2 separate regions of the Sus scrofa genome follow, and region 2 is linked to region 1. The links are chromatin contacts, called in public HiChIP or PLAC-seq maps. All regions are on one chromosome and are shown on one strand. Each heading gives the region's core, a stretch centred on a gene start, on an enhancer-like site or on the middle of the called end of the contact. The rest is flanking DNA. Distances are from core to core; before and after follow the strand shown.

Region 1 (6,388 bases), core at 1,167-3,666:
ACCCCCAAAGTCAGTAGTTTGGATAATATCTCACAATTTCTTTGGTCAGGAATCTGGGTGTGGCTGAGCTGGGTGCATTCTGGTGCTGGGTTTCTCACAAAGGTGCCATGAGGACATCAGCTGGGGTGGGTGGAGCTACTTCTAATCTCACGCATGGGGCTGCTGGCCAGATTCATGAGTTCTCTGCCATACGGGTTTCTCCAGGGTGCCATACACAGTATGGGCGTATACTTCCCCTGTGTGTGGGTTACAAGAAAGAGCTCAAGAGCTGAGCATCCAAGGTGGAAGCCAGTCTTTCGCAGCCTAACCTGGGTCGGCTTGTCCATTGCTTTGGGCATCTCCTATTCACTAGCAGTGAGTCAGTAAATTCAGCCCATGCTGAGAGGGAGAGAGCTGCCTGAAGTCTTCAATACCGGGAATCATCCAGGGTTATCTTAGAGGCTGCTGAGCATACAGCCCATGATGCACAACAGCAGCCTGAAGCATCAAGGCTTTATAGAATGAATATACACATATACACACAACCGGGTAACTTCCATGAACAGAAAAAAAATTGCCAGCTGAACTGAACTGAGGGTGATTTATAAACAGGTAATTTGTAAAGGCCATAATCTGAATGATCTGCCCACTACTGGAAATGAAGTATGACAAATTCCCTGTTATCATCACTATCAAATTAAGAGACGAAAGAGAAATAGCGCCTTCATTCTGATGCATTGGTCATGCTACGTTGGTTATGGTTACACTTCAGTCATTTGGTGAATGCAACAACTTGACATATGAACTGCCTTTGAGGGAAGCTGGGTTTAGAAGCCTCAAGACTTCATCTCAGAACAATTTATCACAGAATACACAGTATAAATGTAACCAACCCTACTTCAGGTGTGCACACAGGTGTGTTTATGCAAAGGACAAAAAGCTTAATTAAATGCATTCTCTCTGTGAGGTTGAAGGTGTTTTCACTGTATTACAGCCAAAGGCTCTTTTATCATTATTTTATTATGATAAAAGCTTATCAACCACAATTCGGTAACTGTGGATCTTGACTGTGTCTTCCTGGATTCGTGGGGATTGTAAAAAAAAAAAAAAGCAAATGGAATTTATGGGAAAAGAAACAATTTGAAGACCTTACCTATCAGAATTTGATTTCCTAATCCATTAAGGACATTTACTCTCTCTGCTTTGATTTCCTACTGGAGAGTGTCACTTAAAATTCATCTTCTGATTCTCTAGAATATTTTAGGACAAGGCTAACACAAGCATAATACACTTTCCTATGGCTACAAAGATAGCACACATCCAGAAAGTGATATATAATTTGTCCGGGGCTCACTGTGTTATCTTTAGGAAACTTAATTGCATAAGATCATTAAGGTACAGTCTGGTCACCTGCCCTAACTCCCTACCATCCCTCTAGCCCACACATTCTCTTTCTCCATAAGCAGGAGACTGGCTACCTCGACTCCACTAAGTGCAACGTGATGACAACCCCGAGAGGGTTTTCGTTCTCTAGTGTTTGGAATCCGTAAAGTTGTGTGAAACTGCACAGTTATGAAAATTGTTGGGAATATAAAAGTGCTTGGCTCCTTTCCCCTGATCCAGAAGGTACTGTGTGTTCTTTGGATCCCAGACAACTTTTTGGGCAGTTCCAGATAAGGTTTCCAATAACTTCACTCTGTGTCCCCGTTTTTCTTGCCCTCATTCCAGAAGAAGTTGGAGAGCTGCCTCCCAAATAATTTTATTGTGAGGAAAGTTATTATGAAAATGTACTCCACTGATTTTCACTGACCTCCAAAACACACTCCCTAATTAAGTGCAAATGGGAAACTGACTTGGTGCAGGTTGTCTCTGATTTTGGACTTGGGAGAAGTATTAAAGTTTATGAACTCGATATGCAAGCTCCATCTGCCAAACGAGGAATTTCTTATTTCATTTGGTAACTGCACTGAGATTATATAATGCTCCTCGGAAAGCTCTAACTGCTGAAGATGTGTAAACCATCTGTCTGTGTTGAAAGGTCAAAAAATACACTGCCCCCACACTGTGTCTCTGGGCATAACTAATTATTTATCCAGAGAAATTTCATCATAGTTTTGTGTGCTTTTTTTTAACATTGAATTTCTACATAACCATAAAATTTTACAGCACTAAAGAGGCAATGATTATATTCATGCTCTCACATCCTTTTATAGGAGGCTAGGGTTATTCAGATTTAATATTGAAAGAAATCTGAATACCTGGCAGAGGTGAAAGGGAGCAGCAGGCAGGAAGGTAAATGGACTTCTAGCTCCCCCACCGCGTCGTTCCCATCCCTGCCAGCAGGGGGCAGGCGCGGCAGAGGGAGCGGAGCTCGCCTTCTTCCGTGAACGGGAAGATACACAAACAAGGAGAGAGGGCGAAAGCTGCCTGAGGTTTCTCTACCCGCCAGTGGCCTCCTACTGGCAGGGCTAAGCGTCAGGTGTAGTTCTGAATTCCAGTTCCATCACGTACCAGCTTAAGTTCTAACAAATATTTATGATAATAATAGTAACTAACATTTTGAGACCCTGTTCTGAGCCAGGCACTGCATTAAAGCACTCTACGTGCATTATTTTATCCCATCCTTCAGGAAAGTACGTTGAGTAGGTTTTGTTACTCATTCGTGTTTGAAAAATGAGAAAACTGAGGCTTAAGAGATGAAATAACTTGCTCACAATTACTTTAAGTACGAATAAGAACTGGAATAGTCATCTTGCACCTGGGCATCCAGTCTCAACTTTATTCATTTAGCTTTTGTGTGCTTCCCCCCACCTCCCGTTTTCTTAATCCTTTAACCTGACAAAACAGATGCAAGTCATTTTAGTTGTGGTGCTACTGCCCAAAGTGTGAAACGTGGAGTAGACAGTTATTGGGTGAATGTGTCTGTGTTGCCAGGGTAATTCAAGAAAAGGACCGTTTCCCCCCAGATGAGCAAACTGCCTGAAGATGGTGACATTTCTGAGTAGGGTTTTAAATTAGCTACTACGCAGTTCCCCTTTCTTTCCATGGTGTAGCCATACCGTGGACATATACCATCTGTTGCTCTGACCCCGTGTGGTTGTTTTAGCAAATACGGGGTATATTCTCAGCCTCCGCTTTATAATCAGACCAAAAAAGGGGTGCCCCCCCCACCTGCCCCTCCCTCTCCGAGCCTCAGAACCCTCGTCTGTCAAGTGAAAGTACCGGTCACCCAGGACTCATTCACTCGTTGAGGGGTAAACAAGCGAGTGCAGGTGAAATAGCTGGCCTGGCTGGGCCACCCGGGGGAAGTACTCTGCAGCTCTTCTTATTCTGACACAACGTCAAACTTGGAAGACAAGCCGTGAAGGCCAACAGAGGTCCAGATGCTTTGGTTCTGGGTGCCGAAAGTCCAGGTGTTTGGGAAACCTCGGCTAAGTCATTGTTGTTGGGGTGCACTGATGTCGTTGGCACCACAGGACCCCGGACGCGTTCGAGGGCAAATGAGGATTAATGTTCTCCTCATTCCTGCAGTCGCCCTTGGTGAAGAACTAAACATACAATGGCATAAAGGCTTCCCTTTTCCATGGCTGCCGAAAACATGACCGACAGTCAAAAAGCAACTTTTTTTTTTTTAGGCTTTTAAAGAATTAAATGGGAAAAGAAAGCATTTCTTTATTTCTTACACTTTCTCTGCAGCTTTCAAACATGTCACAACAATCTAAATGCAACCCAATGCTACTTTGTTCAGGCTCATCTTAAACGGGCCTATATTTGAAAATAAAGATCCAACGTTTACCCACCTCCCTTAGTCAGGGTTTTGGTTGTTGTTGTTATTGTTTGTACATGTACAGATGATTTTAAATAGCTGGCTCCTCAAAATTAAATATTTTTATGAACTATAAATTCCTTTCAGTAGAAAAATCCTTCTCAAAACTCTGTCCATGTCATAAAATATGACCTATAAAATCAGAACTTATGCATTAAATGCATTAGAGGGTAATTGTATGATAGAAGAACTGGCCAAAGGGACTAACTATATAAATATTTTTTCCTTATTACAAAAATATGACCGTATTTCCCACATAAGTTTTCTCAAACATTTCTGTTTTGTTGGTCTTATTTTTTTCTCACTCTTATTTATTCTACATAGTTTAATAATTTTCAGAACACACATTAACGTCACTATTTTTTTTTCATGCTCAAATTAGACAAAAGTATTCCCTCCATATATCAGAGTATGAGAAAAATAAAATGTAGACTTTTCCTAAAATCTATCTCAAACCCTAGATGCTTTAGTTAGTCAAAGGGAGGTAGGTGGATAGCTTTGAAAGTAGAATTTTAAAATACTGTTTTCTACAAAAATTATAAACTACCTGGTTCCTATGAGGTCTGTCTTTCTAAAGTTAGAATCTACTGACTTTAGAGAATCCTCTAAAAAGGATATTCTACAAACAGCAGACCCACCACTGCACTGACCCCAGAGTCAGGCAATGAGCCAGACAGCATTCTAGAAAGAAAAGGTGGCTCTGTGGATCCCAGATAATCAGTCCTCAGTAGGTTGACATAACTTGGGGACAAAAGTGATGATAACCTTCAAAATCACTTTATTATTGATCTGTTTGATCAAGATTGGAGGAGATCCAGTTTATCTCCTACAGTTGTAGGTCCACCTGGAGGAAGAACCAATGGGGCAAGTTGGCAAGTTAAGTACAGTCTTACCATAGAGAATGAGGAAATGCCTTTAATTCTCTCTACCCTTGGCTCAGAATACTCTGCGGGAAGATCTGTGAACTTGATGAGCCCATTAGTCTGCTAGTGGCTAGCACCTAGCTCATAATAGGTGTTCAATAAAAAGTCTGATGAATTGTCAGATTCAGGCCAACCCTGTCATTCTTTCCTCTTGTTGGCAAATCGTCTACTGAATCATAGCGCTGTCTCCAGGCTGCCCACTGAAGGTTGCCAGCTCCCCGCCATGTCTCCATTGCACTGATCCTTTGGAAAAGACTGGCAAAGATGGCAGTGGGGATGGGGAGTGGACCTGGATCCCAGGGACGGCTGCCGGCTCGCGGGGGAGGTGACTGCCACAGCATCCTCTCTCTGGCTCTTGTCTAGTGGCTTCATCCCATGAGGACTCGACCCTCATGCTCTCAAGGGATTCTAGCTGTTGTGGCTCAGCGGTAATGAACCCAACAAGTATCCATGAGGACTCAATCCCTGGCCTCGCTCAGTGGGTGAAGGATCTGGCTTTGCCGTGAGCTCTGGGGTAAGTCACAGTTGCAAATTCTTGGAAATGATGCTTGGCTTTGAAACACCATTCCCTGAGACTTTGAGCTAAATCTAGCTTTATCCTCAGAGTCAGCTTCTCAATGAATTTGGTCATCCCCAAGAGCCAGAATTGGTGTTTTGCAGCAAACCATAAAACCCATCTTCCATAACTGAATTGTCACCTTTCCTGGCGAACTGCAAACAGATACCGTCCTCCCTTTGCTGGTCCCTTGTCACCATATTAGGCCAGCGTGTCCATAACCCTCCTTCCGGGTCAAAGTGTCATGTGATCTCGGCTCTTGCTCCTATCTGGTAGGACTGGGGGGTGATTAAAATGCTGCTGAATAATGTGAAGGGAGAGAAGTGAGAGTTCTGCTTGTTCCCTCTGGAAATCTCCCCACGGGCAGAGGGGGGATGGGATAGGAGGGGAGCAGGGGACTGGGTTGCAGGCAAGAAACAAAACTATACAATGTGGAGTCAAACAAGCTTGTTCTCAGGGTTCCATCCTCTGGGCAGACGTGCCAGCTTCAGCCACAGCCCCTGGTCCATTTTCCCAACCCACAGGTTTTTTCATCACTCATTTGGTGGCAGTACTTAACCTGATCTGAACTCAAGTTTGGTAGTGAAACCTGATCCCAACTGACATTAGGCTATTTATAGTCTTTATTTGTGGGGCCTAGTAAGAATATTGATTTCACCACAGAAACATCCATCTATTTATTACAGTTGTTGAATTAAACCTCACTGAGGGTTCCAGTGCAATAGATCATGCATGCACCACAGAGCTTTCCTACACCCCCAAATTCTAGATTCTGAAATGCATCTGGCCCCAAAATTTTGTGTAAGAGTCCGTGAGTCTCTGCTGCCCCAGCTCCCCTGGAGAGGTGCAAGCAGACTAATCCTGACTCTTCCCACTTCAAAGCATCTTCCAGGCTGTGATCTCATAAATGCTAGGATGCAGTATGAAGGGGCAGGAGAGAGGGATGTGACCTGGAAGAGAGCATATGGCCCCGAACTAGTACTCACCACTGGCCTTGTTCTTTCCTTGCAGCCAAGTCAACTGGGAAAACCAGGTTTAAATCAGAGCACATCTGCCAGCTTTCTTTAGACAACCAGGATCCACAACAATCCCATGAGCATCATC
Region 2 (7,011 bases), core at 3,379-5,878, 220 kb after region 1:
ATATTAAATCTACGATTAAAATCATTTATTTAGTTCTTAACTTCAGATATTGTAGTGTTCTCAAATTTATATTTATCTCTTTTTTTGTAGGTCACATTTCACTCCTAAAATCTTAATCCTGTATCCTTTTTCCTAAGCATATTAATCACAATTTTATGTGTATACGATATGTGTATACGATAACTCCAAATACAGATTTCCTGGTCTCTCTTTTAATTGACATTCCCTCTCTTTCTCCCTCCCTCCTTCCCTCTCTCACTTTCCCCCCCACCCCACATGGTCTTTTATATTATCAAGTTTTTATTAAATACTGGGAGCAGAGTAACTATCACTCCTGGGAGTGTAATTCAGTAAAACCACATTGGAAAAGTGCCTTCAGCGTCAATTAGAGCTGAACACAGGCATATCTGACATAACGCAGCAATTTAAATACTCTTAAACCCTAGTGGAAATAAGACAATATGGAACATCACTTCAGCAGACTACTCTTAAATCATTAAAAGTTATATTTATTTCAAATTTGGTAAAAATCATGGAAAATATTTGTGATATATGAGTGCAAAAGTAAGATATAAATCACGTGTGTAGTGTGTATTATAACTACAGTTATGTATAGATAAGTACTCTATAAGAAATAGTGGATGGAAATAAACCAAAATGAGACATAGTTATTTAAAGAACCAATGGGAAAATTTTTTTTACAGCATTGCTGTAAGCTGTGGGCTCAGATCCCATGTTGCTGTGGCTGTGGTGCAGGCTGGCCCCTGCAACTCTGATTTGACCCCTAGCCTGGGAACCTCCGTATGCCATATGCAGCCCTCAAAAGCAAAAAAAAAAAAAGCACTCATTAAAAAAGGAATACAATTTTGAAAATGCCACCTTTTCATTTCGTTAACACTAATAAAAGTCCTAAGACTCTGCGCATATAGAAAATGGATACCAGAATTACCAGCTGGTGTCAAAGACTACCCCTCCCCCACCTTGACTGTTACCTGACACTGTTAATTAATCAATAATTTCAGTGAACTTTCTTGTGTCATGGGTCCTTGGATAATCTACTGAAAATTATGGCACCCCTCCCCAGAACAATGCATATGCCTACATACACAACAATTTTGTATTCAATTTCCACCGATTCATGGACCCCCGGAAAGCTGAGGATACAGCTCGATCCCTAGTCACAAGGCAAAGTCCACCTGCCAGTGAAGAACTGACTCCTCCGAGCATCATTCATGCCCCTCAAACCTGCTCTGCTTCTGGTGCTGTTAGACCAAGAACTGGGTACTGAGCGAAGCCCCAAACTCTTCCTGCTTCTTGTCCCATTTCTGTTTCCCTAAGAAGCCTCTCGGCAACCCTAAAAGCCCAAGCCAAGAGAAAAGCTTCCTCCGATCGACCAGTCGCTCCAACCCCACCACAGACTGTGTTCTTTGCATTTCATGAGCTTGTCTTCCTGATGAAGCGGGACGTCTGTTCCTCCTCTCCTCGGCTTCCTTCACTCCTTTGGAGGAGCGCCCCAGATTCCTTGCCCTCCTGACATGGTCCTGGGTAGAGAACGTGATGTAGGTGCAGAGGCCTCCCCAGGGCCCTTCTCTCAGTGCTAAGGTGACCATGCTGTCTACTGTCTATCCCAGGACACTCTGAGGAGGGTGAAGTTATTGATTAAAAGACCAGAGGGGAGTTCCCATCATGGCGCAGTGGTTAACGAATCCGACTAGGAACCATGAGGTTGCGGGTTCGATCCCTGGCTTTGTTCAGTGGGCGAAGGATCCAGCGTTGCCGTGAGCTTTGGTGTAGGTTGCAGACGGGGCTCGGATCCCATGTTGCTGTGGCTCTGGCATAGGCCGGCGGCTACATCTCTGATTGGACCCCTAGCCTGGGAACCTCCATGTGCTGCAGGAAGCGGCCCTAGAAAAGGCAGAAAAAAAAAAAAAAAAAAAGACATAAAAGATCAGAGGAAGAAATTCCTAATAAAACTCATAATCGAAAGACCAAAAAAAAAAAAAAAAAAAAAAGGCGGTAGGAGTTCCCGTCATGGCGCAGTGGTTAACGACTCCAACTAGGAACCATGAGGTTGCCAGTTCAATCCCTGGCCTTGCTCAGTGGGTAAACGATCCAGCGTTGCTGTGAGCTGTGGTGTAGGTTGCAGACACGGCTCAGATCCCGAGTGGCTGTGGCTGTGGTGTAGGCCGGCGGCTACAGCTCCAATTCGACCCCTAGCCTGGGAAACTCCATGTGCCGCAGGAGCGGCCCAAGAAATGGCAAAAAGACAAAAAAAAAAAAAAAAAAAAAAAAAAACCAAAAAGCAAAAACTCATAATCATTGAGATGACAGAGGTAAGGCAGGACTGTCCTAAATAAAGAGGTCATATGCATTCTCCAACTTAGCAGGAACAGGAGAGTGACAAAAACAGCAAAACTCCTCCAAAAAACCTGTTGGTAGAAACCAGCTTCACGCATGAGCTCCTTCCCCTGTTTTCCATCGATCACAGCCTGTGTGAAGGAATTCAGCTTGCACAGGCCCTACTCTCTCTCAAGAGGTCTCTACGACTGTCACAGGCAAGAACAGTAGTCCTAGGCCCCCAGACATTCTCAAATAGACGCTTTCCTGTCCCCACTAGGTCAGCCACCTGTCTGAGAATTCCCTATGCCATTTCTTACTGAAGGACAGGTGATTACCAGCCTTATAGTCCTTGGGCCAAAAAGACTATTACTGGATGAAGACATTTCAAACAAAGAAGTGAATGAACAGAATGAACGAACGAATATCAGATGTAACTATGTGGTGTTCTAAAAAGACAGAAAAAAATGTGGAAAAAAAGAGACACAGGCAGGAGTTTCTTGGGGTCTCCATGGGTTGAGGAGCCAGTGTTGCCGCTGCTGTGGCTTGGGTTACTGCAGTGGTGCAAGTTTGATTCCAGGCCCAGGAAATTCTGCATGCATGCCATGCACACAGAAGAAAGGAAAAAAAAAAAGACAGTGGCATAAGGATCATGCTCCAACTGACTCGCAGTCCCACTTCCAGAAGAAAAGCATATTGCCTAGGCTTGGCCATGCTACGAAAAGGCCAGAGGACATTGCTTAAAATGTGACACAGCACAATGACTAAATCACCATTCGCACGGTGAAGACGTTTCCCCAGTGGACATAGATCAGGCCAAGAAAAAGAGACTCGTAAGGAACACAGAGAGCTTAGCCATTCTTTCTAGATCCATGGACTACGCTGGCCTTAGAAACAATCTGGTTGGGTTGTGCCTTTTTTCCCAGACATTTTTGTTTACATATTTGAAATGCGTGAGAGTCAACTGCTCCACATAAATCTTACTAGAAGACTCAAAACACGTCTGTAACAGAGACAATAAGGGGCCTTCACCTTCTGCTCCCCCGCCCCCCCTCCAACAAGGGCCCTGAGGAGTTTCTGGAGGTGGTGTAAGAACCACTGCTCCAACGCAGCCTGCATTTCTCACATGAGAAACCGAGCTCGGATGCACGTGTGGCTTGTTTGTGGTCCCAGAGGTACCCACCAGCACCTCTGGAACCAGTCCCTGGTTCTCTTCTGACTCACTCACAGTGATCTCTCCATGACACCTGGAATTCTCTAACTGGGTAACACACACTCCCAGTGGCCGGATTAAATGTCATCCAATGAGCTTACATGCTATAATAATTGAAACAGTCATCAGACCTCACCATGCTGCTTTATCCAGCTATGCAAGCCTTACTATTTTGTGACTGCCTTAGGCTTCTCTCCCTCTGCCCTAACTCCTGGCCCAGTGAGTAATAAGTCAGAGCAACCAGGGACCTCAGAATAAACAAGGTACATCCTGGAGCTGCAGCTTTATTTAGAAATTGGGTGTTGGTTCGGAATAAAACAAACCCAGGTATTGTAGACTGCAAATTTTGCTGTACAGCAGAAATGGGCACAGCATTGTAAATCAACTACGCTTTAATACAACAAAGTCAGCAAAAAGCGTCACCCAAAATAATACAAAAAACACAATTTAAATGAAAGAATGAGCCTTCTGATTTTATTGCCAAACTCCCCTGGACGTAACATATTCCTTCGCACCTGCTCTAATGGAGATTTCGCCTAAAGATTCTGCTAAACACAGCCCTACACCGTGCCTCCACCTTCAGCAAGAAGCCTGGATGGCCAGCTGTGTGTCTTTGGGCGAGTTGCTTAACCTTTCTGTGCCTCTATCACCTCATCTGTAAAATGGAGATGATAAGAGCACCCACGCCCTGGGACTATTGCTTAGAACAATGTCTGGCACATAGGAAACAGCTCAGTCTATAGCATATTGTTTTTAGCAGTAGGATAATTGAATGTAGAATTACTGTCTGCGTACAATTAGCGTATGAAATAAAACAAGCGAATGCACTGGGTAAACAGGAAAATGTCTTCCCTGCATAAAGCGTCAGTATTAGCAGAGTTGGCTCTGCAACTATGATGTAGTCATAGGTCATAAAATTAACATGCACGGAATATTTACTCTTTATAAAACCCTGACAGTTGTTCCCTTTAGGGACTTGAGGAGAGCTGCCCAAATCGAATCCCTGGAGAAGAAAACTGCCTCAGAAGAAAGATGACCCTTAGATAAACAACCATAAACAGATTTCAGTATCATCATCAGAGCAACAAATCACCCTTCAAAAACGCCAGCTGACAGCTCTGTGATCCAGTACTGATGGGAACGTAAACCCTGCTGGGGTGAAATAATTGAGGGAGATATGGCTGGATTAGATGTCATCTGAGGGGTTTATGTTCTAGAATTATTGAACCAGTCGCTGGATCTCCCGGTCCTGCTTTACACGGCGAGGCAATACTTAAGATTTTGTGGCTGCTCCAAGTTTCTCTCCCTCTGCCCTGACTTCTGGCCCTGGATTTGTTTAGATGAACTGGATTTCCTGGGTGTGACTTGCAATAAATTAGCCCTGGGAATGCCTGCCTCCCCGCCAGCTTCCCACTGGTTTCTGGCACATACTGCTTTATTCGAAGTGCTTAGAAGCACTTTTAATAGCCCCTCAGCCTCACCAAGAGAAAAGAACTAGTCATTGATCCGCTGGCCCCACTCACAGGGAAGAATTGACTTAACGACCAGACGGCTCGGTGTGCTGCGATGCAGTGTGAGGCGCTGGGAGATAATCTAGCAAAAGCAGGAGTCAGGGCAAAAGCAGAGCCCTGGGAAGGGCCGGAGCACCAGGCTGCCTCTCGCTGTGGCTTTTTGTGGCCCATCTCAGCCCGGCCACCCGCCCATCCCATCTATCGCTGCCTGGATTCATTCAGGAAATCCCACCTTCATATTTTCACTTGAACTATGAAAATCACGTGATTTTGCACTTGCTCTCGACCAGTCACTTGTGCCCTTTCCCCAGGTGCTTATGTGAGGAAGCCACGAATGAGAAAAAAAAAAGGAGACTGTAGGTTTTAATTCCATGAAATGAGAATGTACTGTCTCCACAGCATAGTGGGGAGCACAAAAGAAGGGGTGTGGTCATTCGCTCTTTTTTTGGCGGGGTCTTTTTAGGGCTGTGACCCACGGAAGTTCCCAGGCTAGGGGTCGAATCGGAGCTACGTCTGCTACCAATGCCACAGCCACAGCCACGTGGGATCCTTAACCCACTGAGCAAGGCTAGGGATCAAACCATTCGCACTTGAAAATGTGACAGCTTCTGGGTGTCTCAGATCTAAAGCTGGGAGGGAGCGGTAAGTTTTCTGTGCAGCAAGAATCTTCTTCGAAAGAACGTCCAAGTTCACCAAGTGTTCAGTGTTAACATTTGGCTTCTAAATCCGGGTGATTCATTCAGTAATTTGACAGCCATTGAGGATTTTTAAAAAATGTAAAAGTTCAAACGGAGCCTGCAGATGATCAAATCCAACATTCAGTTACAGATGAAGAAACAAAGGCCACAACAGTAGTTGTGATTCACCCAAGGTCATTTACAGGAAGGTGGCTGAGCCAACTGGAAGCCTCGAGAACTCTCCATTCCCTGGTCCACAGAATTTCCACATGCTCCTTGGAGTTCCCGTCGTGGCTCAGCGGGAATGAACCTGACTAGTATCCATGAGGATGTGGGTTCGATCCCTGGCCTCTCTCAGTGGGTTGAGAATCTGGAATTGCTGTGGCTAGCCTGAGAACTTCCATATGCCACAGGTGTGGCCCTAAAAAGGAAAAAGAGAGTGAGAGGGAGGGGGTTAAATAAAATTTTAGGCATTCCTATTTCTGAAGATGTTTCTGGGGAATCTTCAAAGTAAAAAAAGCAAACTCAAGAAGAAAATCAAACCCGAGCTCTTAGGCAAGTTGGTTTCCCTTAAGCCCAAGTCGTCTATTAAAAACTTTTAAAAATAAAGTTTTCCCCCCAGGGTATAAAAGAGAACTCTTAGATGGGGTTCGTGGGACAGAGATATGGAGAAGGGGCAGTGGAAAATGAACATTGCTGGCCTGCCTTGTGTGAGAGGAGACTGTAGCTTTAGTTTTGCCCATTAAAATCATGTGAGCGTACAAATTTTTGGCAGAAAATGAAATGATGCAAACAGATGTAGAGAGCAGTGTCTGAATACCCAAAGAGATTTGTCTTAAAATATAATGATATAAAATAGAAAAAAAAAAAAAACTTTGTTTCTGAGCATCTGTTTTTATCTTACGAGAAATCATCAGAGGCAAGAGGGTAAGACTGTTCTGGAACTTCGTAAATACCCAAATCAAGGTATGAGGGGAGGGTTCTGGGGCTCAGGGTTCAATATCAGACCAAGAGGAATGACAACAACTCGGGAGGCAGTGTTGCCATGGCAACAGGTGCCAAGACCCAGCTGGCTGCAGGATTTTCGGGATCATCCGCTTCCGAGGCCCTGGTGTACCTCAGCCCCAGGCAGACCTGTTCAAGGTCATTGCCTGGCACCTGGTGATTCTGTCACCGAATTTGATTTCCTTGGGGCGTATCTGTTAGCACCTTCTACAGCTTCCAAAAGTCAGACAATACAGGGAGAGAAAGGCCCTTGGGGCCAAGAACCAGA

The links. HiChIP or PLAC-seq counts read pairs in DNA pulled down with a chosen protein or histone mark.
Region 2: an H3K27ac HiChIP or PLAC-seq map of skeletal muscle shows a contact between it and region 1, with 6 times the contacts expected there. The contact joins two enhancer-like sites. A contact is called at or near these places in 2 of 47 Hi-C or Micro-C datasets (embryonic fibroblasts and epiblast stem cells) and 1 of 2 datasets of contacts at active chromatin or transcription factors (skeletal muscle).

What each region holds. Positions count from the first base shown.
Region 1 is chr10:10,541,424-10,547,811 of Sscrofa11.1, reverse strand. All of the region lies in intron 2 of LOC110255631 (a long non-coding RNA gene), which reads right to left. Among named protein-coding and RNA genes, the nearest start is that of HLX, 280 kb to the right of the region's middle. Within about 2 kb of position 2,416, at least 13 of the 83 cell types and tissues checked have an H3K27ac peak or open chromatin away from gene starts, as enhancers often do. A contact at or near this core is called in skeletal muscle, where this site is marked.
Region 2 is chr10:10,319,653-10,326,663 of Sscrofa11.1, reverse strand. No RefSeq gene overlaps it. Among named protein-coding and RNA genes, the nearest start is that of HLX, 60 kb to the right of the region's middle. Within about 2 kb of position 4,628, at least 11 of the 83 cell types and tissues checked have an H3K27ac peak or open chromatin away from gene starts, as enhancers often do. A contact at or near this core is called in skeletal muscle, where this site is marked.